Linked DNA regions of Gossypium hirsutum: region 2 is linked to region 1. A link is a contact called in public Hi-C data. All regions are on one chromosome and are shown on one strand. The core of a region is the stretch at or near the end of the contact, and the rest is flanking DNA. Distances in the headings are between cores, read along the strand shown.

Region 1 (5,262 bases), core at 2,595-5,094:
AGGTGCGCACACACACACACACACACACAAATATATAAAGACAATGATACCTTTTTAACTGCAGCATCAATATTCTTTCGTTGATTATAGCCAACAGTAAATGTGACAAGATACTTTGGCGGGCTGGTCAAGTCCTGCAGATGCCAATATTGTCAAAACCGAAACCAGAGGAAAAGAAAAGGCAACAGTATGTTTTATTCTTATCATATTTAGTTCTTCGTTAAATCTATGGACTGGTACAAATAATAATAGTTATTATCAAGTGAATGGAGATTAACAATGCAAACAACCTCTCGGACACTAAAATCTGCGTTTCTGAGATCCTGAAATGTATTAGGCATTTGAAAAGGTTTTATGCTTTAGGAACAAAAGATGCAGATCTTATTTCACCCCATAGCACCGAAACTCTTGCTTCCTTGACGTTAATTAAGTAATCCCCATTTCCTTCTTTCCAGGCTATATGAGAGTGAGTAATTTCATATATCCAAGTTCACTGGCTATTGGCTAAGATACCAAAATACATCACTACTATTCCCCTCCACCACCCCAACCCCTTCCCTTTATTATGTAACAAACATTCAACAATTCCACATTTATTCAGTTGTTTCAGTTAGAATTTAGCATATACCCGGTAGGTTTTGTAATAAGAGATGTTTCCAAAAGTTTTAGAAGTGATATATCATTTCTAAAACTTATTCGGTCTAAACCAAAGCAATTTATCTTTACAGACCAGAGATAAACTTATTCATGTGTGCATTAGAAAGTTGAAAGGAATTCAGGGTTCAAGTAAACACACCTCATTCGGCTTGCCCCACAATCTGCGTAAGTATAAGTCTGATTCAGCTTTAACAATTCCAGGTGGTAGTCTTTCCGCACCTCGAGGATTTGATGGGACCCAAATCTGCATCAGTCATAAAGGAAGCATAAGAACTTGGCATATTAGAGTAGCACTATATAATTCAGGTCCTACAAAATCATCAAACATAAAAATCACATCATTTAGGAACATGGTGATAGTAAGAGATGAATTCAGTGATGCATCTGGTTATGCGAGAAATTGCATATAAATATAGATGATAAATGCACATGTTCATTCAAGTATTGAAACATGCTGGGCTAAGAACAAGCAATAGGTGCCAATTTTTTTTTCAAAATAGTGTTTATTCAGTTTTCGAATGGATGTATTCTAGAGGTAAACCAAGGCATATATGTATTACCATAGGAACTATCAGGTTTATTTTTGCATAAATGGAACAGAAAATGCTCCTACATTCAGGAGCTTGAATGGCATGTGAACCACACTATCCTTGTTTCCCCGAGGAAAAACTCCCACTCTCTCTTTAAAACTTCAAAGAATACAAAATGTCATGAAGAAAACTATCCAATGAATTCTACTGTCCCCTCAAATACCAAAATTTTGGTAAACAGGTAATACGAGAAAAGACCAGTCAGGTATTGAAACTTTACAGGACGATAATCACCCGAAGATACCTGAAAACTGCTGCGAAAAACTATCCAGAACCTTATTCCACAAATTTTATTTACTAACGCTAAGCATTAAGAGATTTGGTTCAATGAACCTGTATCTCCAGATCCAGTAGAAATACCTTCTTTGATGTGGCATTAGCAGAGCTTCTATTATTATCAATTGGATGCTGCAAAGGAGTTGAGCCTGAGGGGACTGAGTTGGTATATTCGGTGTATTTGATATCAATGGTCGTAAGAATGCCAGATGATATATTGAACTGCCAAATTCAGACAGCACAAAAGTTCCATTACGCAGATGAGAAAGATAATTATTGCTAGATGCATAATAATGAAAATGAAATTAAAAGGGGGAAATGGTTAGCCTACCTTTGTTAATGACAATTTTGGGAAAGATAATCCAATTAAGAAGCCAAAAACTACTCCAACAAATGTTGTCACAATAAGCCTCATGCTCTCATTTGGCTTTCTACTAACCGTACTGCAGTCACCAAGATGGAATAAAAGTTAAATAACTTCCACATCTAAGTAACATTTTCTATAGATATACACAATTAGACACAATATGAAGTTTATTCTTTTTAATTAAAAAGGCGCCATAAGTCATGCACCTGCGTGTAAAGATCCCCATTCTATTTAAAAATTCGTCTGAATTGTATATTCACAACAAACTATGGGCAATTCAGATTGCAAGAGCCTTTGAGCATTAATTAGCAGGCATTCAGTTGCCCATTCTCCATGAAACAAAGAGAGACCCTCAGCAAAAGGACCTGAATAACAAATTTTTTTATTAAAACTAAAATGATGAAGCAAAACAATAGTTACAGTTAAAAGAAACCAAGATGCACACTAACAAGAACTGAGATTCAAACAGCAACTTCATGGGAATGGCACCTAAGTCCAAGCTGATATCCTAGTTGAATCAATTTTACCAGTTTATGCAGACAGGAAAACACAAGCTAATTAGGCCGGCCTTTAACACTTAACCCAAGGATCTTATTATATTGTAAAAAGATGCAAGAATCCCCATAAGAAGCGTCTAAGAACCTCTTTCACATAACCCTCAAATAGTAACGCAACAAAGCAAACAACCATGTGCTATCCCCTGGACAAAAGATCACGGTCGCCGGACAATCACAAAACCAGAGAAATTCCTATCATAAATTCTATTAACTCCATAATCAAGTAGACATGTGTCTTTCCCTTCTTGTTTTAAACTAATATCCTACAATTCTAGAATTAAAAAACTGCAATACCGAGATTTTATTTTATTTTAGTTAATAGCATAACCGTGCCTTGCTTAGGTTGAAATATAATACTGAACAAAATGACCAAAAACATAAACCTGACCTCAAAGTTTGCTTAAAATCAGGTTTGATTCCTTTAAAAATCTCAGATTCAACTCCTTTCCTATTACTTTTTTTTGGTCCAAAAAATTTCAAACAATAAATAAAATTCATTAACCAGATAAAAAAGAAAAGAAAGAAAACAAGTACGAGCGAAAAACGGATACACTAAAATAACGAATCAAAGATTCAAAATCTAATTAGAAAGGTTTAAAATAATTGAATGCTTGTATAGGCTGCAGGTGAGACGATGAATTTCCTCGAGAAATAAACGGAAAACTAAGCTAAATAAAAGAAAAGAAATTACAAATATTTACTTACCTGAATGGAAAGATAATTGAGAAGAACTGAAAAGGATCTGATGGAAACTGAAACTGTATTTAAAATGGCTCTAAATCACGAGAAAAATCACCTTCTCCTCTTCAACTGAAAATATGCAAGAAATAAGTTTATGCTTCTCTCTCGAGAATTGAAAGAACGAACTTCTTGATTGCCTTACTAACAGAAAAAAAAATAGAAAACGTGAAGGAAAAAAGACCTGAAACTGATTTCAGTTTCCCGGGAAAAAAAAAAGAAAAAGAAAAGAATTCTATCCTTTTTTTCTGTACTACTTTTTTGGTAGATGAAAAGAAATCGTAAGATTTTATAAAATCTGGGGAAAGTAACAGAGCAAATGAAGGAAAAAGAGAGAAAAATGATTCTACTGTTTTTAAGTTTTGATGAGCAGAGATTGAAATTAGAATTTGGGTTCTTATTTTTTCGCTATATAAATATTTAAAAGAAAAATGTAGTTAATATGTAAATAGTACCCTGGAACGAAGTTAAACATATATATTAGATGAATGGGTGAATGGACAGGTGTAATGGGGGAGGGTTTTGACATTCAAATTTCGAGCCCCCAACTGAAACTTCCTAGATTTCCTGCCAACTAATTTTCTTAACCGTCTTAAAATTACTCTTCTCATTTTTGTTTTGGGTGTAGGTACAATCGGAATAAAAGCGTGTGAAGGAACAAATGAAAAAAGTTACGCATGTGCCTAAAATAAATAAATCAAAAACTATAATTCATGTTCAATTTTTTAATCAATAAAAGCACTTTATTAAAGTTTTTTAAATGGTCAATAATACTTTTAAGTATTGCATTTACGCCGGACTCTTAAATCAAATTTGAAATTTCATTCCGTTTTTATTAGACTTAAATCTAGAGCCCTTTTTTTTTTAATTTTCATAGGTCTCGATTATGAAAATAGTAAATAATAAATAAATTCCAAAGAAAAACAAAGTAAAAGCACTTTATTGAAGTTTTTTAAATGGTAAATAATAAATAACAAATAAATTCCAAATATATATAGGTATAATAAAATTTGAACTCAAAACATCAAATAAACACTCTCTTTTACTATTGATTGAATCACTGATGTCATAGTAAATAATTTATTTTTGTTAAGTAATTTTTCGTTGTGTCTCATTAAAGGGAAAAATCAAATATTTATATACATGATTACTGTTCATGGAATTTGACGTTTTTAGTAGATTCTATGCATGCAGGACACATGTACTATTCTAGGCTGTCTGCTAGACTTCGTGGCCCCCACATGCAAACTCCTTGGGTATATGTGAGTTGAGACAACGAGCTCCCTTTGCAAGCACCTCGTGGCATGTGCGAACTGAGACTACAAGCTCCCATTGCAAACTTCCGGGTCACAGGTGGGCGACCTGGACCTTATCTGGTTCTCAGCTTGGTGATTATAAGTACATAACAATCTAGTCCCCCTTAGTAGGTCTAAGGAGGGTTGTAAAATGGCGCTCCTTAGAGCCATCACTTCGCATTTATATAGCCTTGTTGAATACGCAGCAACTATTGGGACATGATGTTAACTTTGCCACGTGTACGGGTGGATCACGTCCGTTTGTATCTAACCGTTGGTGTTCCTCATCATTTGAATCGTCAAAACGCTAGGAAGAGAAATTTATTTAAAAGGGGGTTTTAGAAACCCTAAACTCACAATCTTAACATTTCCTATAAACAGGCTTGATCGAGATTTTCTTCAAGGTAACATCTTATTTCCTTTTCTTTTCTTTCTACATAAAAACATGTCAAAATGAGGGATGCTGGTGGTTGGATAATTCCCCATTGTCCACCGTGAGAGCATGCTTCAAAAGTCCTTGCAAAAGCCAATTTCTTTGTCTGCGCTACAAAAGAGGAAGAAATGAGTCGAGTTCTGACTGCACGAAGGATTCAAATCCCTAATTTTACTTATGAATTTTCCATCCTTGAGGGGCTTCACAGGCTTAGTGATACCAGTGACGGCAGCTTTCAGCTTTACTTCCATACTCTAGAAGTTGCGTTCCACTTGCCATTGCATCTGTTCTTCTGTCATCTTCTTCAATATTACCAAATTGCTCCCGATCAATTTTGCAAGTTCTCTTA
Region 2 (5,062 bases), core at 2,173-4,672, 220 kb before region 1:
TTTAACTGTATGGGTAGATGCTTATGTACTAGTGTTTTTGTGCTTGAGAACCAGGTCATTCCTGATTCGATTGGAGGACTAAAGAAACTTGAGGAGCTTAATGCATCCTCCAATCATTTGCAACATCTGCCTGACTCCGTTGGTTTGTTGCTTAATCTGAGGATCCTCGATGTCTCGGGAAACAAGCTAAATGCCCTCCCGGAAAGCATTGCACGATGCAGGTATTGTACTATTTTTTGTTCACTCTTGTACTACTTTTGTTCTCAAATTACTGTTCCAGGAGTGAAATGCAAAAACCAATCCTGATAAAGTAGGAATGAGTAAAACGTATCTGTTTTGAAAGCCAAACGTGTCCCCTTGCCAGTAAAAGGAGTTTGTCAGTCTATTAATCTAATTAGTCCCGATGCTACACAAACCCCCTGTTTTAACAAATTAAACCCTAAACCATTAGAGCAAAAAAGAGCCGTAAATTCTAGCTAAACATCTGTATTCATCAAAAAAAAAAATCTTCTCTTTCTCTAATGTAGAAGTTCAGCCTTCCTCTTCAAATGTATTGGAAAAGAAAATACACACAGTGATTCTCACTCTCGTTCTGGGTTGAAGAGCAAAATTTCCCAAGTCAATTGTGCTTCTAAAATATCTTTCCCTTTGGTTTGGTATTCATAGAATTTGGGTTCTGTTACATCCACATAACAATTCCATTGAAAATTTTGGTTATATTTCTAGTGAGGTAAGATATTTGAATTTTTATCCATTTTGAGACTTGATTTTGATTAGTGGTTTCAAATATTCTTATAATTATAGTTGTGAATTTGGGTGCGTTGATACTACATACTGGACCAAAGCCAAATCTGGGTCCATTATCGGGCCATTTCATCCTTTTTATCAAAAATTGAAGAACAAGTAACTGTCAATTATAGGCAACCACAAAAGTTTCTGAATCATAGGGAATATAACTCAAAAGTTATCTACTTTTTTGAGAATGAAATATGGTCATGGCTTACATTACTTCAACTCTTCATTTTCCCTTAAATACTTGTGTCAAGCACATATTTGGAGATGGGTTTGAGAGAACAATCCTCCAAATATATGAAGACAATAAAAACACCTAGAAAATTTGGGCACCCCGAATTTGGTAACATAAGTCATGGCCCATGCATAAAGGTATGATCAATAGAGTAACTTTGAAGTCCTTGGCTGATTGGCAATGACCTGTTGTTTGAGAAAAAGTGTTCCAATGAAAAATCCAATGATTCCTGATATTGCTTAACTATCCTTTAAAAAGGAAAAAAAAAAGTTTTTGTTTTCTCATAGGTATAGAGAGGATTAAATAGAATTTAGAATTTGCCCCTTAATTTTAAAGTTTTAAGCTAAAATACTATTTAAAGCATAAATTAGTGTTTAATGTGTAAAAAAAAGGTTGGCTGAAATGGCAAATTTAGTTGCTGGGGCATTCAATACTAATTAGACTATCAAACTGACTAACCTCTGTTCATATCAAAGGGGGTAAAATAGCATTTTCAAACTGGAGGGGGATTTGCGACCTTTCCAGTTTATCTTGGGGGTTTGTGTATCTTTACCTACTATTCTTAGTAGCTTTTGTTACTTTCAGTTACTGTGCTCATGGTCTTGCCTGAGTGATAAAAGTCCATCATTCTTTTGCAGTTCACTGGTTGAGTTGGATGCAAGCTTTAACAACCTTACATTTCTGCCTAACAATATTGGATATGGGCTCCTAAATCTTGAAAAGCTGTCAATCCAGCTGAACAAGATCCACTTCCTACCATCATCAATCTGTGAAATGAGGTCCTTGAGGTATCTGGATGCTCATTTCAATGAGCTTCATGGCTTGCCACAAGTGATTGGGAGAATGACAAAACTTGAAGTCCTGAACCTTAGTAGTAATTTCAATGACTTCACAGAACTTCCTGATACTATTAGTGATCTGACCAATCTCCGGGAACTCGATCTCAGCAACAACCAAATCCGGGCTCTGCCTTGCACATTCGGCCGCCTTGGGAAACTAGTGAAGCTCAATTTGGACCAGAATCCGCTCATAGTGCCTCCCATTGAGATAGCAAATAAGGGGGCTGATGCTGTGAAAGATTACATGTCGAAAAAGTGGCTCGACATAATCACGGAGGAGCAAAGGAGAATCAATCTTGAAGCAAGTAATCAGCAAGGTCAGATGGGATGGTTGTCATGGGGAACTTCATTGGTGAGTAACGCCATCTCTGGGGTTTCCCAAAGTGTTGGGGAATACCTGAGTGGGCCAAAGGCTCCTAGGGATCCGTATCTGGATCAACAACTGTGATCTCTTGGTGCTCGATGTGTAGCTGTTTCAAGAGATTCCAGTAGCCAAATAAGAGTAGCTTAGCAACTACAAGATTTGTGTATATATGCTCTGTAATAATGAGGATACCCCGGATATACATGCGTGGGAGCTGAATAGACGCAATGTGATTTGTGTATAGTGGCTTCAAAGCCGTCGTTGGGTTTGGCTCCTTTAAGCTGCTAACTCCAAAATAAATAGGTTGTTTTCTTAAACTTGACAATGTAGTTGAGTGTTTTTATTTTCCTTTCTTGTTTTGTTGAATATGCATGGTGGCTACGATAGGTCAACTGTTGTGTGTGTGTGTTTTAAGTTTGCCTCATGCCGACCTGACCCTGATTTGTGTTGATGAAGGTGATAGTTAGAATCCTCTCAGGATAAATGTGTGTTTGAAATAATACAAATTTGTGGAGTAATTATCAAAACAGAGTAGGTTCAGTTAAGCACATGTTATGATTGTAAAGAGAACGGAGGTGGACTCACTTCTGAAGTCCAAAGTGAGGCGTTATTACTGTTACAGTTTGCCCCGTACTTGCTAGTTCTAACATCTTTTTGCAGTACAAAGAACGTGGGGATTTTGGTAGAACATTAGAATTTAAGACGTGGGAACAATTGTAAGAACAGAGAGCATCACGTCAATCCGCTGGTGCACGTCTTAAAGCCTCATGCATTTACTGAATTGGACATGTTTTCACATTCACGTTTGGAACCCATTGTTGAGTTTGCAATGGGTCTGATCTGCAACTTTTTCTGTGGTCTCTCAAGGTTACTCTTAGATGTTATACAAGGTTGATAAAGGGTGCCATGTGAGAGCTCTTACCTTTGATGGATATAAAGGTGGAACAATAAAATAATAAGAAAAACAGAAAAGAGAAGAATGAATCCCAATATCACTTAATTTAATCAATAAAATAATAAGAACAACAGAAAAGAGAAGAATGAATCCCGAAAACCTACAAGGTGTGTTTTTTTTTTGGTTTCAAACCAACAAAAAGTAAAGCACTCAAATCAACAAGTCACTTTCAAGGGCAGGCCGTCGGTTTTAAATAGATGCTTTCCCACTTGATGAGACCACCTCTGAGTTTCTGTCTCTGAATCATAAAGGTAAAATCTGGGCAGAAAATCCGTAATTGTAAACACGTGTCAGTAATCGGGTGGACCCAGATGCCGTCAGTTTCAAAAGACAAATCTCTGCAAACAAATATCCTGGCCGTCTATTTTTGAACCAGCATATCATCTGATCTGGCGGCGTATCTCCTCTGTACTTCCAATTTCTTAATACAATGGTATTGAGGAAAATAATAGCTAAAACAATACCATCCGACTTTTGTTGTCGTCAATTACATTACACATCCGATCATATCCTTCATTTACCTATTCTACGTCATCCTCCTCATACATACAACTTCATAGGCTTCTGTTCTTTTTGTCTGGCACCTAAAAATCTCATTTTGCATCTAAGGGAGGGTATACCCTATTAAACCAATTTAACTGACCATAATTTACATCATTAAATTATAATCTAATTAACTAACTTTAAGTCCATCGTTTTTTTCCCTATAATATTTTGTCTTTGAAACAACCAATCAAAGTAGAGCTTAAGCTCCTTTTTTTAGTTGCAAATCCGACATTAAATAATTCCAAGCACTAATATGTAGTCCAAATACAAAGGTGCGGGTACCAATTCTACTCCACAAAAGACTACTATCATGTGCCAACACTACATATAATCTACACTTAACAGATTTAGACAAATACAAATCCACAAAAGCCTACTACGAAGTGCCAACATGATAATGCGTAAATGCAAATGCAATCTAAAAAGCTCAAACACTACATTTAACATCAAATAACAAATAAGTTCACTAAATTCATGATGATCATAACAACAACAAATCTTACACAATTCCCTACCCCAAAGCCATCATTCACCTTCAAATACAATAAATATATGTATAAAAATATCAATATGAAGTTAGTTCTAAAAATGATTTACCTCTAATTAACAATGGGATCCATGGACGTACATAAACAAAGAACAATTGTATTAGTATGCTTCAAATAAAATAAATAAATAATGAGTTTATGGTGTAACTAAAGTGCTAGTAAATTACCCAAATCAAAGTTTTCAAATTGTTCCGTGTTCAGCTCAGGGTAAAATATATTAAGAGTGTTTGGATCAAGAAAAGTTGAATCTTGAACAAAAATAAATTCTTGCACAATCCTTAAGAGTTATATGCATCAAGAAAACGTCCGTAAGTGCTAAAAGCAGCTTTTGAGACCACTGTTGATATTGGAATTGCCATTACATCACAAGATATGATAGATAGGATAGGGAACCATTGTTAGTTATGTTTCCACCAAAGGACATCAAAATCTTCATCCTCATTGTCCTCTACTTGCTCATTCAAATATTAGCCAACTTTGATGTATACTTTTCCTTACCTTATTCAATCTTATACTTCTTAAACTCCTACCTAAGGCTTACTGACTTTGGTAACAATGATTCAACGGTCAATTGTGCAACTTGACTCACTTGGATACTTTCACCAACTACCTCTAGCAGAGCTTCCTTCTACTTATTATATTCATCGAATAATTCCTCCAACGCTTGTTAAAGTTGATTCATAATTACACAAGTTTTTTCTTTCGAATACATCTTCATCATCAAATACTCTATAAAGGGAAGTTTATTGCTTAGGTCAAGAATAGAAGCAATGTACACTATCG

The links. A called contact is a pair of places that touch in the nucleus more often than the background predicts.
Region 2: a contact with region 1 is called in a Hi-C map of hypocotyl, with 2.4 times the contacts expected there. The contact joins the enhancer-like site here to the promoter of LOC107909709 in region 1. A contact is called at or near these places in 2 of 34 Hi-C or Micro-C datasets (hypocotyl and leaf).

Annotation. Positions count from the first base shown.
Region 1 is chrD02:59,847,911-59,853,172 of Gossypium_hirsutum_v2.1, reverse strand. LOC107909709 reads right to left here and starts at 3,844. Exons shown (of 15, transcript XM_041088909.1): 1 at 3,153-3,844; 2 at 2,097-2,255; 3 at 1,855-1,966; 4 at 1,608-1,745; 5 at 797-901; 6 at 51-134. The coding sequence starts at 2,116.
Region 2 is chrD02:60,065,776-60,070,837 of Gossypium_hirsutum_v2.1, reverse strand. LOC107909706 (plant intracellular Ras-group-related LRR protein 3) reads left to right here. Exons shown (of 3, transcript XM_016837337.2): 2 at 55-221; 3 at 1,666-2,578. The coding sequence ends at 2,314. Among protein-coding and RNA genes, the nearest start is that of LOC107909706, 3.7 kb to the left of the region's middle. Within about 2 kb of position 3,422, at least 8 of the 9 cell types and tissues checked have an H3K27ac peak or open chromatin away from gene starts, as enhancers often do. A contact at or near this core is called in hypocotyl and leaf, where this site is marked.